Regions from separate parts of the Macaca mulatta genome. Here region 1 is linked to region 2. A link is a contact called in public Hi-C data. All regions are on one chromosome and are shown on one strand. The core of a region is the stretch at or near the end of the contact, and the rest is flanking DNA. Distances in the headings are between cores, read along the strand shown.

Region 1 (3,962 bases), core at 1,453-3,952, 69 kb before region 2:
TGTTAGACACTTCATATATATTCTTTAACACTTAAGGTAATCCTTCAAGTGATGTGTTTTATCACCGTTTTATAGATGAAGCATTTGAAGTTAAGAGAAGGTAGGAATCTTCTCAAGGTCACAGAGCTAATAATTGCCGGGCTAGTTTTCTTGCTATTACCTTGCTTCCCCGCAACTATGTTGTTTTGGTGTCTACAGAGTATTTTGGGAGCTCTTACCTGTAATGAGGTAATATCTCATTACTGTCAAAAACCAGATGAAATGATGTGGTTTTGAAAAATTATGAACTCAGGATTTGAATTGTCAAATTTATGCATATTTTGAATGTTTGGGATTTCTCAGGGAAGTGCTAAGTACCCAACTACTTTCAACTACTTTCTTGCCTGTGAAGAGATTGGAGCTGACAGAGCCAGTCACTATACATGTTTCAAATCTTGCTGGAATGAAAACTAGCTTCACTTTAAACATTGAGCGAGCATAATGGAAGTAAACATTTTTTCACATACACTGACATACTCGTTCCACATAATTACTCTGGAAATGTATTTTCTTCTTCCTTGGTAATTTTTAAAATTCATAATAATCATGAAATTATTCAATATATTTTCTCCCTGGCCATGAATATTAACATCTTGGACAAAATATGAATCTTGACATCCAAAAAAAGTTTTCTATTTTGGTTCTAGTATCTTTGGCTCTTGAAGTAATATTTTTGTAATTTTAAAACATAAGTCAGTTTTCTTTGGGCATTTTGTTATTTGCTGAGCATTCAAATAAGACATTAAATTTCACATTTACTTATTTCAGATTTAATGAGTGATTGATGAGGTCTGACTCTGTTGCCCAGCCTGGAGTGCAGTGATGTAGCTCACTACAGCCTTGACCTCCTGAGCTCAAGTGATCCTTCCTCCTCAGCTTCTCCAGTAGCTGGGACTACAGGTGTGCACCGCTAAGCTTGGCTAGTACATTTCAGATTTATCACCACCTACATTGGACAAAACTACAGGGAAAGGTAATTAGAAGGAAGATGCCTGAGTCTTAAACTGAGCCTTGTGTTTACCATTATGAATGAGTCCTAGTCAGGCTTGTGGAGAAACATTTCAGATTTACTGAATAGGTCCTTACACCATCTATGTTTTGCAGTTGAACCCTTATTATTTTGTTTTTGAGAGTGGATTGCTCACTATTTTGCCAAGGTTGGTCTCAAACTCCTGGACTTAAGCAGTCCTTCCCCTTAGCCTGCTGAGTAGCTGGGATTACAGGTGTGTGCCACCATGCCTGGCTTCGAACCCTTATTAGCTCATAAAATAGTGCATAAAACTTCTGGGTGCAGAGGGGAAAGTAAACAGGACCCATGGCACCTACTTACTCCTTGAGGAGTAAAACTTGGGTTTGCCTCTAGCTTCCAAATGGAAACTTAGGAGAAGAATCTATCCTGTCTGCTCTTCATTTTCCATGATTGATTGTCACTATGCATTCTTCTTTTGGACAATTTTATGAATATTCTTCAGGCTCAGAAAGTGCTGGGGACTGATTTGCAAAATGTAATTGCATCAGGTGGTTTTCTTGTAAAGCAAGAGTTCCGTCACTAGATGGTGCAGTGGTTCTATTTTATTTTTCTCCTTGCTTTTGCTTTGGACATTACCTATGAACTGAAATTAACTGTTACTTTTGGATTCATTTCCATGTGACATATTTAATGTTAATTTTTTTCCAAAGAAATGCACACCAGAAAATTAAATATGAGAAAAATTAAGGTTGCTTCATGTCATCACTAGCCAATTTAACTTTCCAAAGAATTATTAAGATAGGTTTCAAGGTTGTTTGCAAATTAGAAAATCACTTTAGTTTATGATTTTTGTAAGTCATTAATCTAGACTTTGATTTATGTATTTTTCTTAAATTCCAACTCAATGCATAATGGATTTATCTGATTTATTTTATCTAGTGTATCTTGTTTATTATTTAGAGAGTCACACTGTGTTACCCAGGCAAGTCGCGGTCTCCTAGCCTCAAGCAATCCTCCTGCCTCATCCTCTCGAATAGCTGGGATTACAGATGCAAGCCTTGACATCTTAGTATCTAATTTAATAGTCTACGCTTTCTTAGTGACACTTAGTTATACAGTTGGTCAACTTGGGGTTACACACACATAGTGCAATCGGCCTTGTATCATGAGACTTGGTTTTAAATTCCTCCTCCACCCACTTAGTAATTGAACTTGTCCGAGTCATTTAACTTCTGCAACAGTCTGTTCTTACATTAGTAAAATGGAATGACATCTCATGTTGCACGTAGTGAGTGCTTAGCAAATAACCTTTGTCCCACTGGCCTCTTTCAATGTATTGTCTGCACATAGAGGGATGATGTCCTTCCAGCCTTTACTAGAAGTTTCGGTAATAAGTTCAGGCACTTCTGTTTCAAAGACTAAGTCAGATTCTGTCCTGACAGAGAACAGTGCATTTTTAGGGAGGATTTGTTTTAGATTTAAACTGTCCCGTTGAAGCCTGCACTGCTTTTGCAACGAAGCCTGCTGAGGGAAATTTTAGAAACATATCTCAGTGGGAAAGAGCCTAGTTAGAAAGCAGGATGAATAAACTTGCTCAGCTAGCAAATTCCTCGCATTCTCTAAACCAAATATGTACAAGATGAGGAAGCCAAGGCGGCCAGCATAAATTAATCCTGAAAGATGGCCGGGACTTGCCCATCAGCTGTGCACATAGTCATCAACCACCACAGATCCTGTTGCTAATGAGCTTCTCTGCTTTGTTTACTATGCTACAGAGACAGACTATTTAGTTCAAACTCAGAGAGGGAGGGTTGGTCTTTTCAGCTCCAGGGTTCTGGTTGTAAAAGCGTTGAGTTTTGTTTTCCATAGTGTGGCCTGCAGCAGCCATGGAGACACAAATGGTCCTGCACTCAGGGTCTTCAATCAGGACTGAACTTCAGACACCAGATGGCGCACGCCTGTAACCTCAGCACTTTGGGAGGCCAAGGCGGGCGTATCACTTGAGGTCAGGAGTTCGAGACCAGCCTGGCCAACATGGTGAGACACCCTCTCTATTAAAAATATAAAAAATTAGCAGGGCATGTTGGCGGGCGCCTGTAATCCCAGCTACGCAGGAGGCTGAGGAAGGAGAATTGCTTGAACTCGGGAGGCAGAGGTTGCAGTGAGCCGAGATGGCACCACTGCACTCCAGCCTGGGCGACAGAGTAAGACTCTGTCGCAAAAATAAATAAATAAATAAATAAATAAATAAATAAATAAATAGAAAAGAGAAGAAAAGAAAAGGAGGACCAAACAGATTTTCATAAAACTACACTTGGCTTACTTTTTGTGGGAATTGGTGTTGGTGGGCGACTCCAAAATGTGTTAAAAGAAGACGCTTGTGTTATCTTTGATGTGGAAAATAGGAGAAGGTATGGGGATGAGTGGGAGATGTAGGGTTGAGGAAACTACAATTTTGAGAGACTCGTGACTTTCCTTTTTTTTTCTTTAAGTTCTGGGATCCATGTGCAGAACGTGCATGTTTGTTACATAGGTATACGTGTGCCATGGTGGTTTGCTGCACCTATTGATCCATCCTTTAGATTCCCTTCCCACCAGCAGGCCCTGGTGTGTGTCGTTCCCCTCCCTGTGTCCATGTGTTCTCATTATTCAACTCCCACTTAAGAGTGAGAACATGTGGTGTTTGGATTTCTGTTCCTGTGTTAGTATGCTGAGAATGATGGCTTCCAGCTTCATCATGTCCCTGCAAAGGACAAGATCTCATTCCTTTTTATGGCTGCATAGTATTCCATGGTGTATGTCTACCACATTTTCTTTATCCTGTCTATCATTGATGGGCATTTGGGTTGGTTCCATGTCTTTGCTATTATAAATAGTGCTGCAGTAAGCATATGTGCATGTGTCTTTATAGTAGAATGATTTATATTTTTTTGGATATATATCTGGTAATGGG
Region 2 (3,932 bases), core at 421-2,920:
CCTCCTTCCCCCGCCACACTTCACTAAAAACAAACCAGGCCTGCTGGGATGCATGACTCACGCTTGAACCGGAGTCTTCACCCTGAGACAATCATTCTCATTTTAAAAGCAAATGCTGAACTCAACAGCTACTGGGGTGACTTTGCCCGTCTTAATTTGGCTTGTTAAAGACAGCGCCTCCTTAGCTGCTTGAAGCAGAACTTACTTAAGTGGACCTTCCATGACTTGTTCCTTTTCCTATCCAGGGCTCACATTAAGAATTGTCTGCAGCTGGAGGCATGAAACAATGATAGGATTTGGAGTCAGGGTGTCCTGATTTCATGTGTGTGTTCTGCTCTGCCCTTTCATTACCACACGGTGGTGGGCAATTTACCCATATGAGCATGAGGCGCCTCGCCTGTGGAATGGATGGAAACCTGCTGTATTGGAGAATGTTCATTCTTTCCAGATAATGCATGTGACGCACCTGCCACGTAGTAGACGCTCAACCACAGGGATATTAGCATTGATTTTGTTGCATGTTCTCTGCTTAGCTATCATTTTCTCCCTTCCTCCTTTATTTTGCATTAATTGATTTCTGTAAAGGAGGAAACTGCTGGGCACAGTGGCTCACACCTGAAGTCACCACTTTGGGAGGCCAAGGTGGGAGGATCTCCTGAGGCCAGGGGTTCAAGACCAGCCTGGGGAACATAGCGAGACTACTGTCTCTAAAGAAAAGTTCTAAAAAATTAGCCAGGCATGGAGGTGTGCTCTTTGTAGTCCCAGCTACTCAGGAGGCTGAGGCAAAAGGCTTACTTGAGCCCAGGATTTCGAGTTATGATTGTGCCACTGCACTCCAGCCTGTGTAACAGAGCAAGACCCTACGTCAAAAAAGTTTTTAAAGGAGGAAGTCATCAGTTATGTGTATTACACAGATTCACTGGTGGTTTTGCCATCTCTTCCATCCCTTTGAAGTTCTGCATCGCCGGTGGGAGGACATTGGTCAGAACAAGCACAGTGTGGAGGCAGAAGTAGAGAACAGAGGACCTCATCTCTCTCTCCCCCTGGGCTCTGCTCTAATCTGATGAGGGCCCATGGGAACATCACCTAAACTCTTGGGGGCCTGTGTTCATTTGTCTGTGAAAAGAGGGGCTTAAATTAAATGATCATTGAACCGTTCAAGCTCTTGCTGGGCTGTTTCAGGGGGCTCTTCTCTCTGGAGCATTGATTTGAATTTTGGTGCCGAGCCAGCCAGTGCATGAAATGCTACCACTTTGCTCAGTCTCGTAGATGTTTTTCTGTATTTCCTATGTTCAGCATAAAGGGAGCCAGCCCACTACTACCTTTAATACGAACTGCCCTTTGGAGGATGAAGCGCGAGGCAAGCAGTGCTTGTCTCTGCTAATAGACCCAAACATTTCCAGGAGAATTATTTTTTTTCTCCTTTGTACTCATAACACATCGCTTGTTTTTGTGAAGGTGTTTACACACAGCTGATTTATAAGGTATTATATTTCTCTAAAACATAATCTGCGTTGGTTCTATTGGCCAGTTAAAATTGGTATCCTAGCACAACTTGTTAAGAAATTACATATCATTCCTCTGGTTTTTCTCACACTCAGGAATGGTAGGTTGAGAAATATGATTCCAGTTCATAAAAGCCTGAGAGGGAGTAACTGGCTCTATTTATGTTTTATCCAAGAATGTGGAATTTGAAGCTTTTCTCAAAGTGAAAGTTGGCCGACTGGATCCGTGTGCTTGGGCCAAATATGAGTATGAGAAACATTCTCAAACCTTTTTGGAATCCTAGGACATTAGACACTGAAGGGGCCTAAAGGATTTCTGGGCAATTCTTTCTCCTTCTCTCATGCCACAGTAATTATTTACAGTTCTTGCCCTTCGTTTAGCTCAAAAGTGAACTCCACATGAAGCATATTACCTTAGAGAAAATGTTCACTTAAAGGAAGCCACCTGTTCAGGAAAACAAATTGTCCCCAAGAGAAGTGGTGGAACACAGATGGGGATTTTTTTCTTCAATAAGGAGAAATTTAAATTCTCTATATTCTAAAAAATTTACCAAATTGGTTGCACCAGGGTATTTTTTTTTTTTTTTTTTTTTTTTTTTTTTTTGGAGAGGGAGTCTCGCTCTGTTGCCCGGGCTGGAGTGCAGTGGCGCCATCTCGGCTCACTGCAAGCTCCGCCTCCCGGGTTCACGCCATTCTCCTGCCTCAGCCTCCCGAATAGCACCCGGGTTTTTAATATCCAGTTCAACTGGGAGACATTTATACTCTGTGAAGGCTGAAGAGTCAGTGTAAATTTGGCCAGCAGGTGGCACCAAATGTTTTCATTAGAAAAATTGCTAAAGGAAAGCCTGGTCAGCATTCTCCTAGTTAAAAGCAAAAAAAAAAAAAGAAAAAGAAAAAGAAAAAGAAAAAGAAAAAGACTCATTCACCCAAATTCAGGAAGCATGTGCCTTGCTTATTTGCCAGCGCTTTGGCAGTACACTGTGGCAGTTCAGGGTGAGTTATTTCCTTGAAGTTTGTTAAAAGGGAAACGTGGCTGAAATTCAAGTCTTGACACAAAGCTTTATTGGAGTTTTGCAGGACAATTAAAATCCAGTCTCTCAGCCCACAAACGGTTCCGTCAGCCCCCTTCTAGGCCTTGTAGGACACAGGATGCCCAAACAAAAGGCAGAGCGGGGCGGCATGGTTGGATTTTTCCTTTTAATCATTTGCCGCACAGTCTTATTCTTTCAGATCCCAAACCAGCTTTTATGGTCTGGTTAAAATTTTGTTCTGTTTAGAAAAGAGGGTATCCTAAAGCAACCTAACTGAGAAGGAATTGTTGCAGCGGGGCCCCGCCTGCTTTCAGATGTGGACGCTGCTGGGGATGATGTCTTTCTGCTCCCCACTCATGGTCTCCAGAAGAAAGTGCTGCCACGCTAAAGATCCAGAAAAACATTGGCCAATTTATTACCAACTTTCAGTTCTTCAGAAGCGTTTTTTTTTTAAATAAAAGAGGTGTGCCTTCATTTATTTATTAATTCATCCATTCATTTGATGAATATTTATTGAGTGTTCACTTGTGTCAGGCATCGTATTTAGAAGCCAGGGGAAGAGTGGTGGCTAAAACTACGTTCCAGCTTTAGGGTGGCTTCTAGTCTAAAGGAAGAAGCAGATACTCGTCAAGCCACCCGCGTGAATGTGCAGTAACAAGCTGCGGGAGGTGCTTTAAAGGCAAAGATCGCTGTCCCTGGATGTTGTGGAGCCAATGAAGTTGACCTAGATTCGTGGAGTGGTGGGAACAGGCAGGGTTCCCTAAAGAGGGACTCTGGAGCTGAGATTTGAAAGATGAGGAGGAAGTAATTAGGCAAAGGGATGGGAAGAGGTGAGAGGAAGATTTAGGCCAGGGAATTGCAGATTCAAAGGCTGTGGAAGGAGAGGGAGAATGGCAAGTTTGAGTTGAGAGTTTGAGATGCAAGCGTGGAGGGAACTCAGTAAGGGAAGCAGGAAGGGATGAAGTCACAGGAGTAAAAACTCACCATGAGTTCTGCACTTTTCTCTGCGTTTAGTATACTTTTCCTCTGCCAAATGGGAGAAGAAAGGTATGCACACACACACACACACACACACACACACACACACACTCCAACGCTGTTAATTACCAGATCTCTACCAGTTGCCCGCTTTGATGGGTAGTCTGTGGTATGGTTGGTTTGGAGCCAGTGTCAAAATATTGAGAAAAGTTTGGACATCTTTTTCCCCCAGTACAGTGACCTGTATAAATGGACACAAGTACCACTGGGGAAGGCTAGGAGGAAAAGTCACAGAACATACTTGACAATTTTAGCAGGAAGTGCTACCTTAAGCATCCTTATTTTCCCTTTAGTAAAGGGATGTGGGTCTGGGAACTGACTGGGTCTTAGACACGACCCCAAATTTCTGATGTAATAG

Evidence for each region. Hi-C and Micro-C count contacts between places; a contact is called where the count stands out from the background.
Region 1: a Hi-C map of fibroblasts shows a contact between it and region 2, with 3 times the contacts expected there. The contact joins two enhancer-like sites. A contact is called at or near these places in 3 of 14 Hi-C or Micro-C datasets (fetal cortex germinal zone, fibroblasts and liver).

Annotation. Positions count from the first base shown.
Region 1 is chr4:171,539,696-171,543,657 of T2T-MMU8v2.0, reverse strand. No RefSeq gene overlaps it. Among named protein-coding and RNA genes, the nearest start is that of TMEM170B, 46 kb to the left of the region's middle. Within about 2 kb of position 2,702, at least 6 of the 40 cell types and tissues checked have an H3K27ac peak or open chromatin away from gene starts, as enhancers often do.
Region 2 is chr4:171,469,984-171,473,915 of T2T-MMU8v2.0, reverse strand. No RefSeq gene overlaps it. Among named protein-coding and RNA genes, the nearest start is that of TMEM170B, 120 kb to the left of the region's middle. Within about 2 kb of position 1,670, at least 3 of the 40 cell types and tissues checked have an H3K27ac peak or open chromatin away from gene starts, as enhancers often do.